2 separate regions of the Mus musculus genome follow, and region 2 is linked to region 1. The links are chromatin contacts, called in public Hi-C maps. All regions are on one chromosome and are shown on one strand. The core of a region is the stretch at or near the end of the contact, and the rest is flanking DNA. Distances in the headings are between cores, read along the strand shown.

What was found. Hi-C and Micro-C count contacts between places; a contact is called where the count stands out from the background.
Region 2: a contact with region 1 is called in a Hi-C map of liver, with 2.0 times the contacts expected there. The contact joins two enhancer-like sites. A contact is called at or near these places in 2 of 484 Hi-C or Micro-C datasets (liver and nephron progenitors) and 2 of 9 other capture datasets (adipose tissue and pancreatic islet).

The regions. Positions count from the first base shown.
Region 1 is chr5:96,533,782-96,539,200 of GRCm38.p6, reverse strand. It overlaps Fras1 (Fraser extracellular matrix complex subunit 1), which reads right to left. Exons shown (of 74, transcript NM_175473.3): 4 at 4,250-4,342. Among named protein-coding and RNA genes, the nearest start is that of Gm33050, 77 kb to the right of the region's middle. Within about 2 kb of position 2,785, at least 3 of the 459 cell types and tissues checked have an H3K27ac peak or open chromatin away from gene starts, as enhancers often do. A contact at or near this core is called in liver, where this site is marked.
Region 2 is chr5:96,642,685-96,648,103 of GRCm38.p6, reverse strand. Fras1 (Fraser extracellular matrix complex subunit 1) reads right to left here. Exons shown (of 74, transcript NM_175473.3): 24 at 2,886-3,026; 25 at 2,136-2,276; 26 at 466-606. Among named protein-coding and RNA genes, the nearest start is that of Gm52781, 62 kb to the left of the region's middle. Within about 2 kb of position 2,298, at least 2 of the 459 cell types and tissues checked have an H3K27ac peak or open chromatin away from gene starts, as enhancers often do. A contact at or near this core is called in liver, where this site is marked.

The DNA.
Region 1 (5,419 bases), core at 1,536-4,035:
ATTTGTAAAATGAAAGGGCTGTGTCCGTAAAGCTCTTTAGTACCTTCGGGCTCTGTGATCGTGTGAATCTATCATCCCATTCAGGAGACATGAAATTAAGCAGCGGCTTCTCCCTTCCTAAGAACTTGAGGATTGTAAGAATACCAGAGATCACTCAGGATGGAGACTCCACTGTTGCATGTCGGAGCCTCACAGCTATCTCCTGCAGATGACCCAAAGTGCACAGGGCAAGGGAGGAGACTTAATCCCTCATGTCCTGAGAGGATGAGCCACGAATGCCCCCCTCCACCTTTATCTTCTGTCCTTCTCCTGAGTTCTCTGAGGATTGATTGGTAATGCATGCAAAACACTCAGCCTAAAGATCAAGGGGTCCTGCACATGCCAAATGTTATTTATATCTATATAGAGAATTTCACAGGGTTCTCCATACCCATTTACAAATGCATTATTTTTAATAAACACCGTGGCAGCAAGGAGAGCTATATAAAATCAAGGCGCATACATCCATCTGGCCATGCTCCCACAAGAACCAGCTTTTGCTACACCACTTTAACTTCGTTAATACCCTTTGAAAACATGAGAATTTTGGCAATAGCAAATCCTACAGAATAACAGTCAACTAACAAGTTAGTGAGTGTTGACATAAGTCCAAAGGAGAGATATGGTCATAAAGTATCTGCCTGGCTTACTGAAAAAATAAAAAAAGTACATTTTTTGGTTGTTTTTGTTTTTTGAGACAGGGTTTCTCTGTATAGCCTTGGTTGTCCTGGAACTCACTTTGTAGACCAGGCTGGCCTCGAAATCAGAAACCTCCCTGCCTCTGCCTCCCGAGTGCTGGGATTAAAGGCGTGTGCCATCACGCCCGGCAAAAAGTACATTTTTTTTCTTCACATAATTTGCTCCTTTTATAAGGTTATAAATTCAGAATTCTAAATATCTTGGAATGTTCAGTGCATTTTCATAATTATACCCTGTACTTTGAGTAGAACAAGAATGAGTCCAATATTAATTTCTTCTCTCACATATGTAATTTAGCTCTCCTTTGCCCTCATGGAGAGGGATGTAAGTGTCCAGGCTCCCTGCACCTCTCTTTGCTCAGTGGGATTCATGTGAGCCACTGCCTCCTGATGCTTTCTGTCTTTGGTGAATCTTTATGCGCTTTCTTCTTAGACTCAAGTCATTATGTGCTGGGATTAAATGAGTGAGGAAGAGAGGAAAGATTACTGGAGCTTTCCCTTCCTCTTTATGAGCCAACCACAAGGGGACAAGAAAACAATCATTCAAATACCTCCATTTGAGGCTTGTGCCCTGACTGCTTGGCAAGATCCCAAGGAGAATAATGTATAGAGATCTCATGGGAAAGGGTGGAGATAAAACTGTCTCCACAGTCCTGGCTCCAACAACCTATGTAGCAATGCACTCCTAACAACCTGGAGGCAGCCAAAAGGCTCCAGAGTCCTCCCTACTCAAGGAAAGGTCTTTAGGCTTTTTGTGGCTTGCTGAGTTGAGAGCTCCATAGGACACTGACTCCTGCAGACAGAGACATCCTTCCTTGGGGCTTAGCTTTTCGCTGCAGGGTACCTACCACATGGCCCTGAACTCAGCCTTCTGTTGACTTCTCCGAACTTGAACCATGGTTACAGGGGACAGTATCACTTCAATTTTCCTTTCCCTTCTCACCTAGGATACCCTCAAGCCCCTACTAAATCTCTCAGCAGGCCCAAGTTTCCACTTTAGAACACAACAGCAAAGACCTAAAACACCAGGCTAGTTTACAGTTGCCAGGAAAGTCACCATAATCAGCCTTCTGAGATGCAAGCCAGCAGCCAGAGAGAGGCTTACTACAGTGAAAACTGCTTCCTAAAGAAGCTTAAAGGAAAGGGAGAGGTTGGGGGGCTAGGATCCAGAGAAATACCCTAGCAATGTGAATGACAAGGCCAGGCTCAGGCAAAAACAGGTGTCACCTGCTCAGGAAAATCAGGGACACTGGATTTGGAAGAGAAGCTAGAGGTTACAGTGGGGGCTGGGGAGTAAGAAGACAAAGATTCTAACCCTTGTAATTTGTGGTGAGATTCGATTGCATCACAACTTTAAAAAGAATCGATCTCCGGGTCTGTTTGGAAAAGTAGACCATGAACGATTTCCCAGCCAAGCCACAGTTATCAAAATGCAACCCTTTTTCGCAGTTACATGGAGGACCGCAAATACAGTGATGGCGTTTTCTGAGGGGATACATTTTGAAAGTACAAATAGGAAAGCATGCATGAACATGTTCCTATCCAGTGTAGAGCTTTTAACGTTACTGCAGCAGGAGTGAGCTGCAAGGGGGCAGAGGGAAAGGCAAAATTAAAAGGCACAGGGGATTTATAACTAACCCACAAGAGACCTGTGGCTTACGAATGCCTGGCCACCCACAACAGTAACTACATAACCCAGGAATAAGGACACAGAGAAGTTGGGGAAATCATTGAGTAATGGCCTGAGTCTTCCCACCTATCAATATTTACTGAATAAACTGACCCTTGGTGAAGGGTCAGCGCCAAGTTCTAGGTTAGTTTAACAGGCAAAGATAACTATGAAGGTATTCAAATGGTTATTAATGTTCTTAAACAACTTCAAATATAAGATTGTACATGTATATAAATGTCACATAAGTAAAGAGATGGTGTCCATCAAATGACCCCTGATGAATTGCAAAGATAACCTCTGTAAGGGTGCTCTTAAATCAGTTTTACACCTATTAACTCCTATTTGGCACCTATCACTGGTACCAAATCTTTTCAGTGTATCTGGCTTTCTCTCTCCCAGCCAAGATCCTGATTTTATTTTGACTGCTAGTATCTCCTGTATTCTAATACCCAGCACGGATTTTATCGAACTGGAACAACACACCTGTTCTAATCATGATGAGCTGCCATTAATCCCATCACCAGTCATCCCTGCAATGCCCCCACTTCATGGGGATCATGTGTGGCAGTTCAAGGTGACACCCCCTTAGAAAACAGACTGGCGTGGGCAGCACATATTGACAGGCGGGATCAAGACCTTTGCAGTGCAGAGCCTGCTTAGGTGTCTTTCAGCAAGACATTGTGTGGAACGGAAAGAGACATTTCCTACTGTTCCTAGGAGACAGTGGGCAAAGGAAGATGATCTGGTCCCTGGGGACATGAGCATTGTGCTCAGTGAGTGTTAGGTGCATGTACTGAATAGCGCCCGAGAGTGGGTTTATCAAATCCTGCTAACCCACGCTCTCTCCTGAATAGGCAGAGATACTAAATCTAGGAACATTGTGTATCAGGTGGAAGATGAGTATTAACGCAAAGAGCCTTTCTTTCTTAACTGTGCGCAACTTTACCTTGTAGGACAGGGTAATGTTTTTAGCAAGGGTAGAAAGGGATGCTTTTCATAATTCCTACAATAAATCTTACAATGTTGTATTTAAATTAGTATTTAGTATCTACAATTAAGCCTGTAGGATCCAGGAAATACAGTCTAAGGAGTAAAAAGTGAATCTTTGGGAGACATTCTCAGGACTGTGGTTCTTGATGGAGGACAGGAAAGGGTAATAAGAAACATTTGCCCATGCCTGCAGACATTCCGTGTTGTCATGACTGAGGATTGCTCCTCACACCCAGTGAGGAAAAGCCAAGGAAGGCACTGGACTCCCTACAGTTCCTAGGAGGGCCCCAAAACAAGATCTCTAAGGTTAGTGCCCTGAAACTGAAAATCTGTATCTGAAGGGAAACATGCCTGAACTATGACTAGAAAGAGAAAGTTAATTCTCAGCTAGATTGTGTCATTTGCAACCTGTTTACAACTTTGACATGGGAGTAGCTCCATCTGTCCTACTCATCAGCTATTAAAAATTATCAAAGAAAAAAATCTATATTAACATACAAAAGGAAGATAGTGGGTACTGTTATTATTCAACACCACGAGCTCTTCAACATCAACATTCTCAGCCTATTCTTTATACAGACAAAAACTCAATGTACAAATATTTATGTAGAGCTTATGGAATAAATAGTATGCTTTTCATCTTGTTCAAAAGAAAGAAAGAAAATCACCTACAGAAAGCCAGAGAAGCCTCCTACCTCTGTAGTCAGGCTATGCAAAGAAAAACAAAACACACACACACACACACACACACACACACACCAACACCTTTTAGCAACCCAGATCTAGCACTAGGCTTTCTTCTGTCAATAACCCACAAATGCACCTTGAGCTTTAGACAAAGAATACTTACCTCATGGATCTTTCCCTCATGGTGACAAGAGCCAGGAGTCCTGGGTGCACACTGTGGGCAGCACTGGTTGGGGGCAATCCACAGCACTTCTCCCTGGGTGTTTAAAATCAGCTCAGTATGAAATCACAGCAGCAAACACTAGTTCATCAGACCCCTAAGCCTTGGAGATTCCCCAATCCTCCTGTGTTTTCACAGGTAACACTGACAAGGTAAAGTGAATAAATCAACACAAAGGATTCCCTGTCAAGAGATGCTTTTTGGTAAGTCCTTTCTTTGAAAAAAAAAAAAAACAAAGAACCCCCAAAAAGCAATCCTCTGTGTCTCTTCACATGTAAAGGTAATGGAGTGGTGAATTGTTTCCACAAGAAATGCTTCTCATAAGGAAAGCAGATGGAGTGAGAAAGGGGCTTATTTCACTAACTGTATTGTTTGCCTGTCTTGGAAAAAGATTCGGGAGCAGGAAACTGCTCCAGAGCAAGCAAGATCTTCAGTTCTGCTCAGAGGCCTACTACAGGAAGGAGAGGAGAACAGAACAGGGAGTTGAGGTCCAGGGGGTTCTGGTGCACTTCTGGAAGCAGAAGACATGGAAAGACAGAGTTTTGACAGGAAGTAGCACCGTGGTAGGGACACTTCCTGATCCACCAGGAAAACTGAGAAGGATTCCCAGCTGCCAATGAAGAGCTGTTCTTGAGGCTTCTATAATTGCAGATCATGATAATTCCAAAAGAAGATAACCCAGGATTCATCTCTCCTGTAAACTAATAATGCATCTGGCACCATGAAGAATCTCTTCAGAGTCATCACAAGATAGAGGCTAAGGATATAGCTCTGTGTTAGAGCACACGTGGTAAACAGGCCCTGAGTTTTGACCCCAAGGAAAACAAAGGGGTTAGTTAATTATCTTTAAGAACTATCAACCTTTCCCATGACCTAACAGTGGTTAGAGATCTGCATTTGCCAGGAAGACATGACCACCCACAGGATGGAGGTCTACAAAGCAGTTACTCAGAAGAATAACAACACGTTTTGTGTGTTCATGCTACCTTTCGCCCTTCTCATTGTTATCTTTGGTTACTTCCATTACACACAAACAAACACACACATACACATACAGAGAGACAGACAGACAGACAGACAGACAGACAGACAGACAGAGGCAGAGAGGCAGAA
Region 2 (5,419 bases), core at 1,049-3,548, 110 kb before region 1:
CTTCCAGTCAATGCACTTCCAACATCTGCAGTTAATGGACCAGTCTTCTCACACTATTCGTTTAGAACTCCTCTCCACTTTGTGTATAAAAGATATACTATGGCACCTCAGCAGAATTAGCTGTATGAGTTTACATGAAGATAATGCGTTAGACATGTCATATGTACGTGATTTTCTAAAGCGTGACTGCCATTCAAGATCACACCTAAATTTACATCGAATTTCTTATCTGATAGTTATGACTGTAAGGTACATAGCCCTTCTGTTTTCATCCTAAGATCAAAGATATCAGGAGTTAGATCTTCCTAACTACCTATGTTCTACAAATAGTAGAATCATGGGTCTCAGCACAATAGGAAAGCTGAATTTCATATAACAGATGTTAACTGTATCTGGAGACGCATCATTTGTTCAGAGACATGACTGGTAACATCACCAGCAGACTTCCAGCAAAGATGATCTTACCAGTACAGTTTTCATTAGATGAGTGGCCAGAGAAACCAGGGACACAGGTGGGCATGCAGAGACCACTCTTCAGAAAGAAACTGTGGTCGCATAAGTGACACCGATCTTTGTGGCTGCACCGCAAGCATCCCTGAGGGCAGGCTGCCAGAAAGAAGACACAGATAAGGCACAGTGAAGCACATCCCTTTGGTATGACCACAGTGGCAAATAGAGGTACTGTAACCAGAAGAGCCAAAACGCCAGCAATGGATAAATGCTTGCCTCACTGTAACAACAGAGAATTCAGTTTCCTTGCTGATATTTGTAGGGAGCTGATCTCCCCCAAGGAGGGAACGGAATAGTGAGATCCACACTCAACTCACAGAACATCATGTAAAGAACACCACTCATGGATGAATGTCCTAGAGGGCCTACTGACTTGTGAGAGATGCTGTTTAGGGAGACGAAGAGCACAGGTTCCTCTGGGTTACCATGCCTTCTCTGTCTCTTACCAACTGTGACCCTGAACTGTCTTTTACAGTCTGGGTTCTTGTCTTAATAATAAGGGTAGAAATAGCGCCTAATACAGACGGTAGTCTGGAGGAATACAAGCATTACAGTCTGAAGTGTCAGGCACACAAGGAGGGCTCACTGTTCTTCCATACCATAGCATTATTACTGTGAGAGCTGTGTCACCCGAGAATGAGAATAGTGACGGTAAGTATTAACCTCACTCAGAGAGCTAGCTCTTAAAAGTACCTTAGGGCTTTCTTCTTCTTTTGATCAAGTTGATAACCTTTGAAAGACAGAGTGCTCCACGTCCACTTGTCCTGCTTCCTAGGCTGGGATTTATTATGGTAGAGCTATGTAGCACAGGGCTAGGGCTTTAAACTTGAATCAGAGATCTAGGGCGCAATGTGCTGCCTTAACTCTTCAAAGCTGCCTTGATTTTCATGCTTACAGAACAGGATACTCTCTATCTACCATGTCTTTGTTTCACAACGTCATTGTGGATATTAAATGGGACATTAGAGATGAAAACAATCTAGGGACATATAAAACTCAAGGGAGTTTTTCCCCAAGCACTCAGAAAAGACCCCATGTTACCTGTGCACTATTATTCTACATCAAGTATTCTTCCTAGTGGATGCGCCAGGCAACAGGTTTCAATAGAAGTGACAGCAGGTAGGAATTCTTCTGAGATGATTCCATAGGCAAGGTTAAGACTTTGGGCTTAACTTCAGTCTAGTAGTAAAAGCACCAGTATTTCTCACTAACCGATTGCCCAAATCCTATTCCTTAAGGATATAATATCAATACTGGGGTCATGAGCGATTTAGTCTACATACTGAACGTTCTACATCCACACCAATATAGCTGATCCACTTTTAATGGGTACTTCACAGGCATTCAATATAAGCTTTGCATTCCATAAAATGCTGGCTTCATTTCTACAAAGACCTTTAGGAACAATATTGATTCGTACAAGAGAATTATCAGTCTGGCTTCCTGTATTCTATTTAACCAGCATTTGGCATAAGTACATAGGAAGCAATCAATGACTTAGGCCAAGCTCATTGGCTTTTATTCTGCTTCTATGTCAGATGGTCTTGGTTACATGAGAATCAGTGCAGACGACTTGCTGGCTGGCCCAAGTTCTTCCCAAAGCACTCAGCAAAGACCCAGCTCACCTATGCATCTGTGCTTGGCATGATCTGCAAAGTATCCTTTCCCACATTCTTGGACACACTGGGCTTGGAAGAGGAGAAAGGGCTCTTCACAGCGTGTGCACTCATGGGGACCCTGGCACTCAACACAGTGGCTGTCACAGCCTGAAAGACAAAAGTCAAGTCAACAGGCATCTATGCGGGTTTTCCAAGTGGACTCTGGGCACTTATGGCAAAGGTCATGAAGCAATGGGACCCATACGCTGGGCAAAGTGTGTCAACAAGAGTGACAGAGCCCGGCTCCTGGTTGTGTCAGTGGAGGTCTCAGGGCTAGCCTCTCTACCATGCCCTTCCTATATCTCAGAAGTGAGAATAACATCCCGAACTCCTCCCATGGAATTTGTATCAGATTATAGAAAATACTAGACAAACACAAAAATAATTAGCAGATATTTATTTTTATTGTAATTAATTATCAGTCTTTCTGGTGGTTCAAATTTCTAGGTATACAGAGCTTCCCATCTTGAGAATAGGATTGTTAAATGTTTAAGGAAATCTAAAATTAATGGTTCAGAGAAATGTTTGTGTGGCCACTTAACTATATGGTTGTCATACTGCTAGCAGATTTTAGCTTGTGTTCTACTAAGGCATGGGAAAAGGAAAAAGGAAATTGTCACTGATAGCAGAGACATTGCTGAAGAAGGAAACCAGGAGGTGTAGAAAAGCCAGAAGAATACCTTGCCGGCTCCTTAAAAGCCTGAGGCTGACACTTACGCTTGCAGGAGCCGGAGTCCCGGTAGTGTTGTGGTGAGCACTGCTCCACACACACACCATCCTGGAGAACATAGCCGTCCATGCACTGCAGACAGTCTGTTCGAAGAGGCCCAGTACAGGCGTTGCAACTCCAGTCACACTCTAGAAAGAAAGCCTATGTTAGAGCAGCTTCTATTCTGTCTCCCATCAGTCCTAGCAAACTATTAGGAGGCCACTTGTCTGTAGCTGTAAGAGGTAAAGTAGGGACAACACAGAGATGTCAGATGAGCGAGCTGTAACGAGGCCCCGGCTTGTAGGCCTTTAAATGCTTCTCGAGGTTTAGCATTTCCTAATTGTGTCAGACACAGGCATGCACAAGGAACAGTTCAAGCCTGTGCAGAGCCTACTTGTCAACAGGGCTTCTGTAGAGCCGGATCCACCTGGCTTTATTCCATAGGCACCTGAGTACTTCAGCCTTGGGCCACCCTAGTTCTTTATGCCAGACCACTCCCAGGGAGCAGGCTTGCCCCACAGACCTATCCCTGACCTCCTCCAAATACTCAGAGACATCAGAGACATAGCTAAGAATTCTGCTGCTGCCATGACACCAGACCCATTGAAAGCCTAATGGAGACAGTGTGGTAGAAAGAACAAACGAGGTATAAAGGGACTCTCCAGAAAGAAGGGGATTAGTGCACGATGGAAGACCTCATTTAGGGCAGAACAAACTAGTTTGAATGCTTCTCTGTTCAACAAGCGCCTGTAAGGGCACAGTTCACTGCATGGGGAGAACATAAAAGTGAGACAAGGAGTTTCTGCTGCAGTAAGACCAGTCTAGGATGTGGACCTCAGCAGTCCAGGGACATTGTTAAAACATACTTATCAGGCTCAGCATTGAGTCAGGAGTCCTGGGGGCTGGGGCACAGAGAAGCAAGCTACTGCCCTCACTGGTAGTCTTGCTGTTATAATCATGATCATGTTTGTAGCTGGAGGTTTTGATGTCCCCGGAAACACTGATCCAATTAGAGAGCTCATGTTTGAGAGGCAATGTTCTAGGGGGTCTTTTGAGGGCGGGTACCTGGATGATAGGAAGGCATAGCCGGGTGAAATACATGAGTTTTGAGGTTGGGCAAGTCTATTACATGATCATTTGACTGCTTTTCTTCTCCATTTTCCTATCTTTCCTAAACCTCTAGAGGCCTAATAAAATATACAGTAGTACCCACTTCCTGAGGCCACTGGGAAGACAAAATGAAACGATGAATGCAAACAATTAACACAGAGTCAAGAGAGCTCAGTGGTAAGCATGCTCTTAGCATCTGTGAGTCCCTGGCTCCGATCACAACAACTAAGTACAGTACCTGGTATAGAGTAACAGCTCAATAGAGGTCTGGAGAGGAACTGTTTGTCTCAGAGAACTCATTTCCTCTCAAGGCCCATTTTCCTACCCAGCTATAAAGCCGGAATAACTCATCTTTTCCTTCATGCAATATTGCTAAGTCCTTAAGTAGCAGGTACATGTGCAAGTTAGTACACGTACTCTGAAGGTTTATAACGTTAATCTACTTCATTTATTTTGTTGAATCAGTCCTGAGGGAAAAATGACTGAAAACAGAGCCTTGAAAACGAGCACAGTTATGAAATCATTTCTAACATGGAGGATCTGAGAGAACCTCGTTTTGCACCACAGACTGACAGCCCCTGGTTAGAGAGGAAGGAACAGAAAAGTTCCTGTGGTTATGAACATGGAAGACCACCTAAGCTGACAGCCAAGTAGGATTTCTTGGCATGGAAACTGCGTAATTTTGCAGAGGCCGAGAACTTTGAGTTTCCTTGACAGACATTTGAGCTCTGTTTCTGAGCTGGCCCTCCTCCGTCAGAAAGGGAGAGTTAGAATGAAACATGGAGAGATGTTAGCCTAAGAGGAGGCAAGGAAAACAATCAAACGCTGTTTTCCCCGTGATGAGCTCTGGCACAGGAATTCCAATCACGGGTGGAAATGATATTTGGTGTTTTCCCTCATTTGAGGATGCTAAGTCCAGATAAACAATTTAGACATAATTCTTGAATTCATTAAGCTTCAAGTCTAGCAAATGCAAATGCTCCCTGGCCCAGGGAGGTAACAGAGATCTCCAGAAAAGCCCCAGTGTAGAGACAGCATTAAGGACTGTGGTAAAGCAGGGCCAAGAGCTATGCAGTTCAACCTACAGTTGTGCTCTACCGATACAAACCGGCTGTTATCACATTCCTGAAACTTTCAAAAGAAACAGAGAAATCTCAAGTCTTATATGTGATGCGTTCCAGTGTGAAAAGAGATCATCGAAACCTCAACACATCAGAATAGTAGGTGGACCAAGGAAATACAACTGAAGGGTTTGTCACTTGCTACCTCTGGTCTCTTTACCAATGTGACATACAATGTTGGGCAATGGGAAGGAACTGCAATAACTTGTCCAATGGATGCATAAGTGCATGCATACATCATGGTTGCTATACTCCAGAAAGTAAAAGGAATGTGATGAAAGTGTTTACCCAAGAAGGGTGTCTAGTGTAAA